Regions from separate parts of the Rattus norvegicus genome. Here region 1 is linked to region 2. A link is a contact called in public Hi-C data. All regions are on one chromosome and are shown on one strand. The core of a region is the stretch at or near the end of the contact, and the rest is flanking DNA. Distances in the headings are between cores, read along the strand shown. Region 1 holds the start of Vta1 (vesicle trafficking 1). Region 2 has its middle 36 kb from the start of Trnaa-agc27.

What was found. A called contact is a pair of places that touch in the nucleus more often than the background predicts.
Region 1: a contact with region 2 is called in a Hi-C map of Schwann cells, with 20 times the contacts expected there. The contact joins the promoter of Vta1 here to the enhancer-like site in region 2. A contact is called at or near these places in 2 of 12 Hi-C or Micro-C datasets (Schwann cells and mammary epithelial cells).

The regions. Positions count from the first base shown.
Region 1 is chr1:10,899,170-10,903,152 of GRCr8, reverse strand. Vta1 (vesicle trafficking 1) reads left to right here and starts at 2,418. Exons shown (of 8, transcript NM_001398685.1): 1 at 2,418-2,555. The coding sequence starts at 2,444. LOC103690921 (a long non-coding RNA gene) reads right to left here and starts at 2,356. Exons shown (of 4, transcript XR_010058835.1): 1 at 2,230-2,356.
Region 2 is chr1:10,434,854-10,438,702 of GRCr8, reverse strand. No RefSeq gene overlaps it. Among named protein-coding and RNA genes, the nearest start is that of Trnaa-agc27, 36 kb to the left of the region's middle. Within about 2 kb of position 2,037, at least 12 of the 93 cell types and tissues checked have an H3K27ac peak or open chromatin away from gene starts, as enhancers often do.

The sequences.
Region 1 (3,983 bases), core at 1,169-3,668, 460 kb before region 2:
CGGACCAGTCAGAATTAATAGATAGCTACAAGAAATTCTACCCAGTGTATACAAAATATACATTCTTCTACTCATCCTGCATAATTTTTTCTATCATAGGACATATTATATGTCGTAAAGTGAGTCTAAGTAAATACAAGAGAATTGAAATAATTTGTAGTATCTTGTGAGACCATGGAATAAAACTAGAAACAACCACAAATATGTAAAGCCTGGACAATGCACTCTAGAAGGAACAGTGAGTCATTAAAGAAACAAGGAAGAAACTTTAATCTCTAGGATCAAGTGACAACCACAGCGCAACTTACCAGAACTCTGAGCCACAGAGAAGACAGTAGCTATTAGAAAGTGTGAAACTATATAGTGGAAAGTATAAAGCTCTAAGTACTCACATTAAAAAAAAAAAAATTCAAGGAGATCACTACTCAATAACCTAGGAGCATCCTTTAAACATACCAGGGAAAAATCCCAAAGAAGCAGGCATGGAGGACAGGGCAGAAACTAAGAACCAGAGGCTACAAGAGAACCATTATATCAGTTCAGAAGAATGTTGTTCTTTGAAAAGATACACCAGATTAATAAACTTCCAACAAAATTAACCAAGAGAGAAACCAGAATTAGAGATGTAAAACAGGTTATTAGAGAAGAATCTAATGAAATTCAGAGTCATTAGAGAATATTTCAGAAACTTATATTCAAAGAAAGCAACTGAAAAATCTAAAGGAAATTTTCGAGACTTATATAACTTACCAAAATTAGACATAAATTAGACAACGTTAAAAGGTTTATAACCAGGAATGAAAATGAAAATGAAGCAATTTTTTAAAAGTCTTTCCACAAAGATAGAACAAATAAATAAATAGATAAATAAATAATAGGACTAGTAGTGTTTACTAGTGGATGCCCTTTCACTCCCCCAAGACAGGTTTTTCTTTGTAGCCCTGGCTGTCTTGGAATTCCCTCCATGGGTCATATTTTCCCAGACCCCAGAGATCCACTTACCTCTGCCTCCAGAATGCTGGGGTTAAAGGTGTGTACCACCACTCCTGACACTACTGAATTCTAGTGAATTTTTATGGAAGAGCCTACATCAATACTTCTCAAACTGTTCCATGAATAAAAAGGGAAGTGACATTACCAAGTTCTTTCAGTGATACCAGTATTACTCTGGTGGGAAACCACATAAGGCAAAGGAACATTATAAACCAATATTGGCAAGGAAAGAAAAGTTTAAATGAAATGATACTATGGAATGGAGAGGAGGAAATATAATATATATTTATTAATATTAAAATTATATTAAAATACCATGAGTCGGAAGTGCTGAATCTCCAGGACTCTATCTTGTCAAGTATTAAGATAGACTAACACTTCCCTAAAGTTCATCATCTTCCTCCATGAATCAATTTGGTTCACTAAAACATACACGAGCTAGATCAGAGAAAGTATTTGATTTGTATTAGTTCACATTATGTTTAGCTTTCATGTTTGAAAAGGACTGCCTATTTAGTCCAATATTTCAACATGCAAATTTTAATATAGTATTCAAAGTATTTCTCATATACGAATCTAAAACTCCTAAACTAAAAGCAATGGTGGCTTCCAATTCCAATTTCCTTTACATATATGTTTCCAATATCTCTCTACAGTTTCTAGAAAGGCTACAATGTATACTTTTTTGTGTGTGAGTGTATAAAATTTTATTTTGTGATCATTTGTTCTATTAAAATTAATGACACCTTCCCCACCCCCATCCCCCAAAACCCACTGTGCGCCATCTATAAGCAAAACGACTGTAATCTCTACTAACTGGGAAGCCCTGGGGAAAGGGTTTTGACAAGTCCAAAACCTGTTTTGACAACTTTGTGGGACTCAGTCTCATAGAAAAAAAAAAAAAAAAAAGGAGGGAGGGAGGGAGGGAGGGAGGAAGGAAGGAAGGAAGGAAGGAAGGAAGGAAGGAAAAATTAAAAGTTGAAAAGGTAGCTTAGTGGTATATACTGCTTGCCTAGAATGTTTCCAACAAAACACACACACACACACACACACACACACACACACACACACACACACACACACACGAGAAAAAGAGAGGGGAGGGGGAGTTTTCCTTTCTCCCAGTCAATGTCCTTTACGTTCTTATTTTCCCCTTTCCTCTTTTTGCCTTTTGTTCCATGAAAACAAACAAACAAAAATAAAAGTTAAAATTAAAAAGCGCTATCTTCCTCTTACCAGCAGAGAGCGCTGGAGGAGTGTGCAACATAGAAGACTCACGTTCTTCACATTTAAACTGCCTTGAGCCAGGCAGCAAAGTTTGTCTCTTTCGGGCATCCGTCGCAGACAAGCATCTCGGCAACGGAAGTGTGGGTGGGTATTGCCGCGCTAGAAGGCGGAAGCGGAAGTGTCTGTGACCCGCTAGTAGGAAGTGGCGCTTCCGGGAGTGGAGATGGCTGCGCTGGCCCCGCTGCCGCCGCTGCCCGCGCAGTTTAAGAGCATACAGCACCATTTGAGAACGGCGCAGGAGCATGACAAGCGAGATCCTGTGGTGGCCTACTACTGTGAGTCTCTCCGAGTCGCCGCCCTCCCGCACGGTTACTCCCCGAGCCCCGCGTCTCCCTCCGTTTTTGAGGCCCGCTCCGCCCCCTGGCTTTAGACCTGAGCCTTGACCTCTGGCTCGCCCCGGGAAACCCCAAGAACCAGAGTGCCCCCACCCCCGTCCCCGGTCCCTCACCTTTCCTGCTAAATGCCTTGGGATTGACTCCAGCCACTCCTGGGTACTCTGCACACGCCCCCCACCCCACCCCGGCTTTTCTGTGTGTACACCAAAGCTATCTGTCTTCTGGGAATGATAACCTCGACAGTCGAGCCTTTGAGATGGGGTGAAACGCTTGTAGGTTTCCCAGAGATGAGTAGGAAGGGAGACTAATAGAAAACATAACAAAAACCGGACATTAATCTCTCGACAGCTTTCAGGTTTGTTCCAAAACCCATAAACAGTTCAGTGGACAGTGTCTACTACTGAAAGTTTGAATTTGACTTTTTTTTTAATTTGTTTTCTGTACACCTCGTTATCACCAATAAGAATTTTCAGTCATCCTTTAGCTATCCTGAAAGTTAAGAAGTTTAATAAAAATATTTAATTTGAGATGTATTATAATAATGCTGTGCCGCTGAAGAGGGAACAGGCTGAACTCCATTCAGACGTTTAGAGTTGATGAAGTGGGTAGGACTAGTGATTTTATGTAAATTATATTTTGAATATTATATTCATATCTTTGTTGCAAGAAATGGCAGTGCTACCTCTGAGTTTCTAAACAACTTACAGAATAGAGAAACTCAATATGATGTGTCCCCTCTTATGGGCATTGTAAAGACATTGTTAGTAGAAATCTGGACAAAGTCAACCCTTCCCTTCTCAGCATGTACCTCATTTCTCACGTATGCAAGGATATCCTCCCTCCACCAATAATTGCCATACTCCACGTGATTTAAGATCTGAATTGTCACCTCTTCTGCAAGCCACAAGGTGACTATAGCCCATTTTCATAAAGAGCGTGAGGGTGTTGTTTCCACCATGCTTGCTCTAAGTTCCTCAAACAAAGCCATACAGCAGGTAGTTATTGAGCCCTTTTACCTATTGCCAAGCCTTCCTAAGCACTTTGTAGGACTACTGAGAGGAGGAGGGTGCTTGGACTGTACTCGTGCATCATATAAACTCAGTCAGGAAGGGGAACAGGAGTACCACAGTAGCATAGAGAGGACCTCATTCTCCTGTGTTCAGAAAAACATTGCTCAGTTGACAGTTGAAGCCAGACCTTTGTGCACAATTTGCCAAGAATATACCTTATAAGAAGGAGTAAAAGTGAAAGTCCAGAGGCAGCTTTAAAAGAGGAGGAGTTAGGATGGGGAGTATAGAGTCAGAGAGAAATTGGTATAGAACAAAGAAACTGACTTTTCTTTGAGCCAGGGCCCTTTGTTTCCCTCTA
Region 2 (3,849 bases), core at 788-3,287:
CATGCCGCTTCCTCCAAAGTCTGTGATGTGATTCACGAGTCTTATCACCTCCATTACTTTTATTATAATGTGAGTTTAACGTAGATGGTAGGAGTCATCTGTCTATGGTACATGTCGATCTGCAGAATCCAACCTGAAGGGTTCTTCTTTTTTTTTTTTCATCCCTGAAAAGGAAATTGTCTTTTTATCATGAGCTGTGTAGAAACAGAGATCTCGATCCACTCTGATGGATGACATTCTTGTTGAGATGCAGCACAAAGGGGACCCTATCAAAACAGGAATTAGCAGGGACATTCTGCAGAGGCCCCTGCGGTATTTCTGCCTCCTTGGGTCACCTTTCCCTCTACAGTGTTCCCTAGGACACTGTAGGACAGTATCAAGTGCTCTATGGGACTGGTCAGACTGACCACTGCTATGCCCTGCGATCTGTTCTTGCCTTAACAGTTCTTAACTCTTAGAGAACTTCCTGACCCTCGGCTTCCCCTGCCTGTAAAGAATGAAAGGGGCCCTCTTGTGAGACCACCTATCCCTTCTGTTCCCATCCAACATAGTAGTATTTACAGTGAGCATAATTTTTCTTATGCTTTTCCTGAATGGACTACTGGATTGGGGGGGGGGGGAGAGCGCCTACATTTATGGGTGTTTATATCTCCAAGGTCCACTGTTTATTCCACAAAGGAGGGACAAGCATATGAGTAAATGAATGTAGAGAATTTTAAATAGTGTTTTAATATGTCATTTTAAGAGAGTACTCATTAAATAGTAGAGACTCAATAAATGCTGCATTTCAATAATTCGATGAGTCATATGTTTTTGATGGGCCAAAGCAGTTTTCCCTGCCTCTGGGTAAAGTGTTCAGTAACAGGCAAGAAGAACTCAGTCACCGTTGAGATGAAAATGAAATGCAGCGCTGCGTCCCGAAAATGTAACCTGAAAATTGTTATTAATTTATCCATAACGTGCTTTGAGAAGCGCACGAATGCTCAGAGAGTCCTCTGTGTATGAAAGCTCTAAGAATGACATTGAAGTATATTTTTAACACTGTAACATAGAAAAAGTTGGCAGTCTTCTATGGTCCCTGCTGCGGGTCTGTCTCCTGACTGGGATCAGGGACAAGCACTGTCTTTGTGTCATTGAAGTTGACAGGGAGGCTGCAATAGAATCTTACCTTATCCGAGACCTCTAACCAAATTCCTTCCCTGTTTCTTCTCCCTGTGCTCTCTGCAGAGGATCTAACTTCAAAATTGCATCAGCCGCTATTTCAAAGTGAGGACACTCACACGTGAGAAAGCGGCCTGTGGAGAGCCTTTCAAAGTATTAAAACTGTGACTCACTGCAAACCAAAAAAAGGATTCTTTGCACACGCACACACACACCACACACACACACACACACACACACACGGCCATAACACGCCACTGCTAAAATTAAAATTAGAATTTTTCTCAAAACAGGCCAGCCGTGGATGGGCAGAAGTGATAACATTGCAGCTTAAACCTGAACAAAAAGAGTCTAATTTTCCAGTGGATTCGGGGAAGAACATTAGACAATACTGAGTAGGAAGAGCAAAACATAGATGTTCCCTGAAAAATGATTTAACTGGGTGATGTCATAGAGTTATGAGGGAAGGGCAGTCTGGCTTTCTTGGCAATGTGAGCTTCAAAGTAATTTCAAAAAAAATTATTGTTCCACAAAAATGTATCAGTCATATAATTCAGAAAAGCAATGACTTTGCACCTAGGAAAGACTGTCTCCTCTCTCAAGTTCATCTCCAGAGCTGATTCTGTCACTTAAATAGAAACCACAGGCCCCGCTTGACACATGCTACTCCCGACTCTCACTTCCTGTTTCATAACAAACTCCCCTCCTTCTGCAAGCTTGCAATCTGTCCCAGAAGCCGCATGTATATGATACAATGAAGCAAAACGTAGGGGAGAGCAATTCGTCTTAGGACTGAAAAAAAGCCTCTTTGTCTTCCTTCCATCCAGGTAGCTGCTGAAGGTTGGTGGAAACAAGAAAAGATCAATATTCACCTCTAAAGTGTCAAAGTAGGTTGGAAAAAACGAAGCATTCATTCGGCCTCTCTCCCTTGTTTACGTTTGCGGTGCGAATAAATACGTGGCGGTTTGGGAACTGAATTGGTCCCTTTGGATATTGTGCAGTGGGGCTTGAAGGAATAATGAACACACACTTATTTTAAAGCTCGAAAGGCGGTGTAAGAGTAGAAGCAAAAATAACAGAGCCCGGGAGTGGATTCTATAGGGTGGGGTAGGACAGATTCTAACTTGCGAGTCACCCAGCTGAGAGCACTTCCTAAGGGCACCACCCACAGAGCTCTGAAGCTTGAAAGGGCAGACATTTGCATCCTAAGCCAAAGCTCCTGATTGACAGCCCACTTACGGAAAGCATCGGGAGGCTTCCGGAAATGTGCCCGCCTTTGGCTGAGATCAAGTCTTTCAGGATTTAAGCGTATAGAACAAGGCACGTGAGCAAGGGCTGTTAAAACGGGGTGGTAAATGGATTTAATATCAACCATATTGCTTATCCACTTTAAGCAGAGTCACAAAGGAAAGTTCTTTGGGGAGGTGCGCAGGTAGCTCTGGTCAGCAAAGTCACAGGGATGGGAATTGCATCCCCAGATTCCAGAAGAAAAAAAAATCAGGGTGCAATAGCACACACTTGCAAACTCAGTGCTTGGTACTTCTCCCTAGGCCAGCTTAGTAAAGTGACAGGTTCCAAGCGAATGTGAGAAACCAAAGCAGTGTTACCCAGCGGCAAACTCTACAAACTGCAGTACCAGCATGCCAGGTACAAAGGCCATACACATGATAGAGGCAGGACTATGATATTCCCTGACCAGATCTGCAGACCGCGCCAAAGACCGGAGTCTATGCTTCCTACTGTAAGCCTGACTGGACTAAACGTCATGCCTCAGGAGGCCATAGGCTTACAGGAAAGTATTACTTATGCTCAGCTAAATAGATGTGATGTCTAACTGCCTTCGAAATAGCTAGGCTGGTGCTTTTGTGCTTTTTTCCCTAATAGCTCTCCTCCTAAGCCTAGTCTGACAAGTCTTCCCTTGAAGTGAATTGCTGAGACAAGGGAAGAACTAGAGCTCAAATCTAGACGAGTCAGTTTACTATGCACTCGAGGCTCAGAAAACACTGAAGAAGAGGGGATGAGAGAAATGTAGACACTGGACGGGAAGGAGACAGGCAGTGAAAACCCATCCTCTACAATCACGGTAATGCAGTCGTGAACTCACGGCATCTACAGTTACCTACACTGAAGCTGTGCAAGACAGGCCAACGCTGAAATCAGTCATGGATCTGGGAGGAACTGACGTCATACAGTTGCTTAGGGCTGAACTATCTACTACAGACACTGGAGGAGCCTGAGTCAACTGTGCACCTGATGGTGAACCCACGGGTTCCAACGGATAGTTTCAGTCCCGAGGCCACACAGCTGACCCTTGTCAAACCCAAAGGGACGTAAAGAGAGATATGAATGTGGGAAAAAGGTTTATAGGGAATAAGATGGAAAAACATAAGAGAAGCAGAGGTTACAGAGGAGGATGGGAGTACTCAGGATGTGGGGTGTGTGTGTGTGTGTGTGTGTATGTGTGTTTCTGTGTGTGTATGTGTGTGTATGTGGTATGTGTGTCTGTGTGTGTGTATGTGTGTCTGTGTGTGTATGTGTGTGTATGTGTGTGTATGTGTGTGTCTGTGGGTGTCTGTGTGTGTACGTGTGTCTGTGTGTGTCTGTGTGTGCGTAAGTGTGTGTGTGTGTGTGTGTAAGTGTGTGTCTGTGTGTGTATGTGTGTGTCTCTGTGTGTGTATGTGTGTAAGT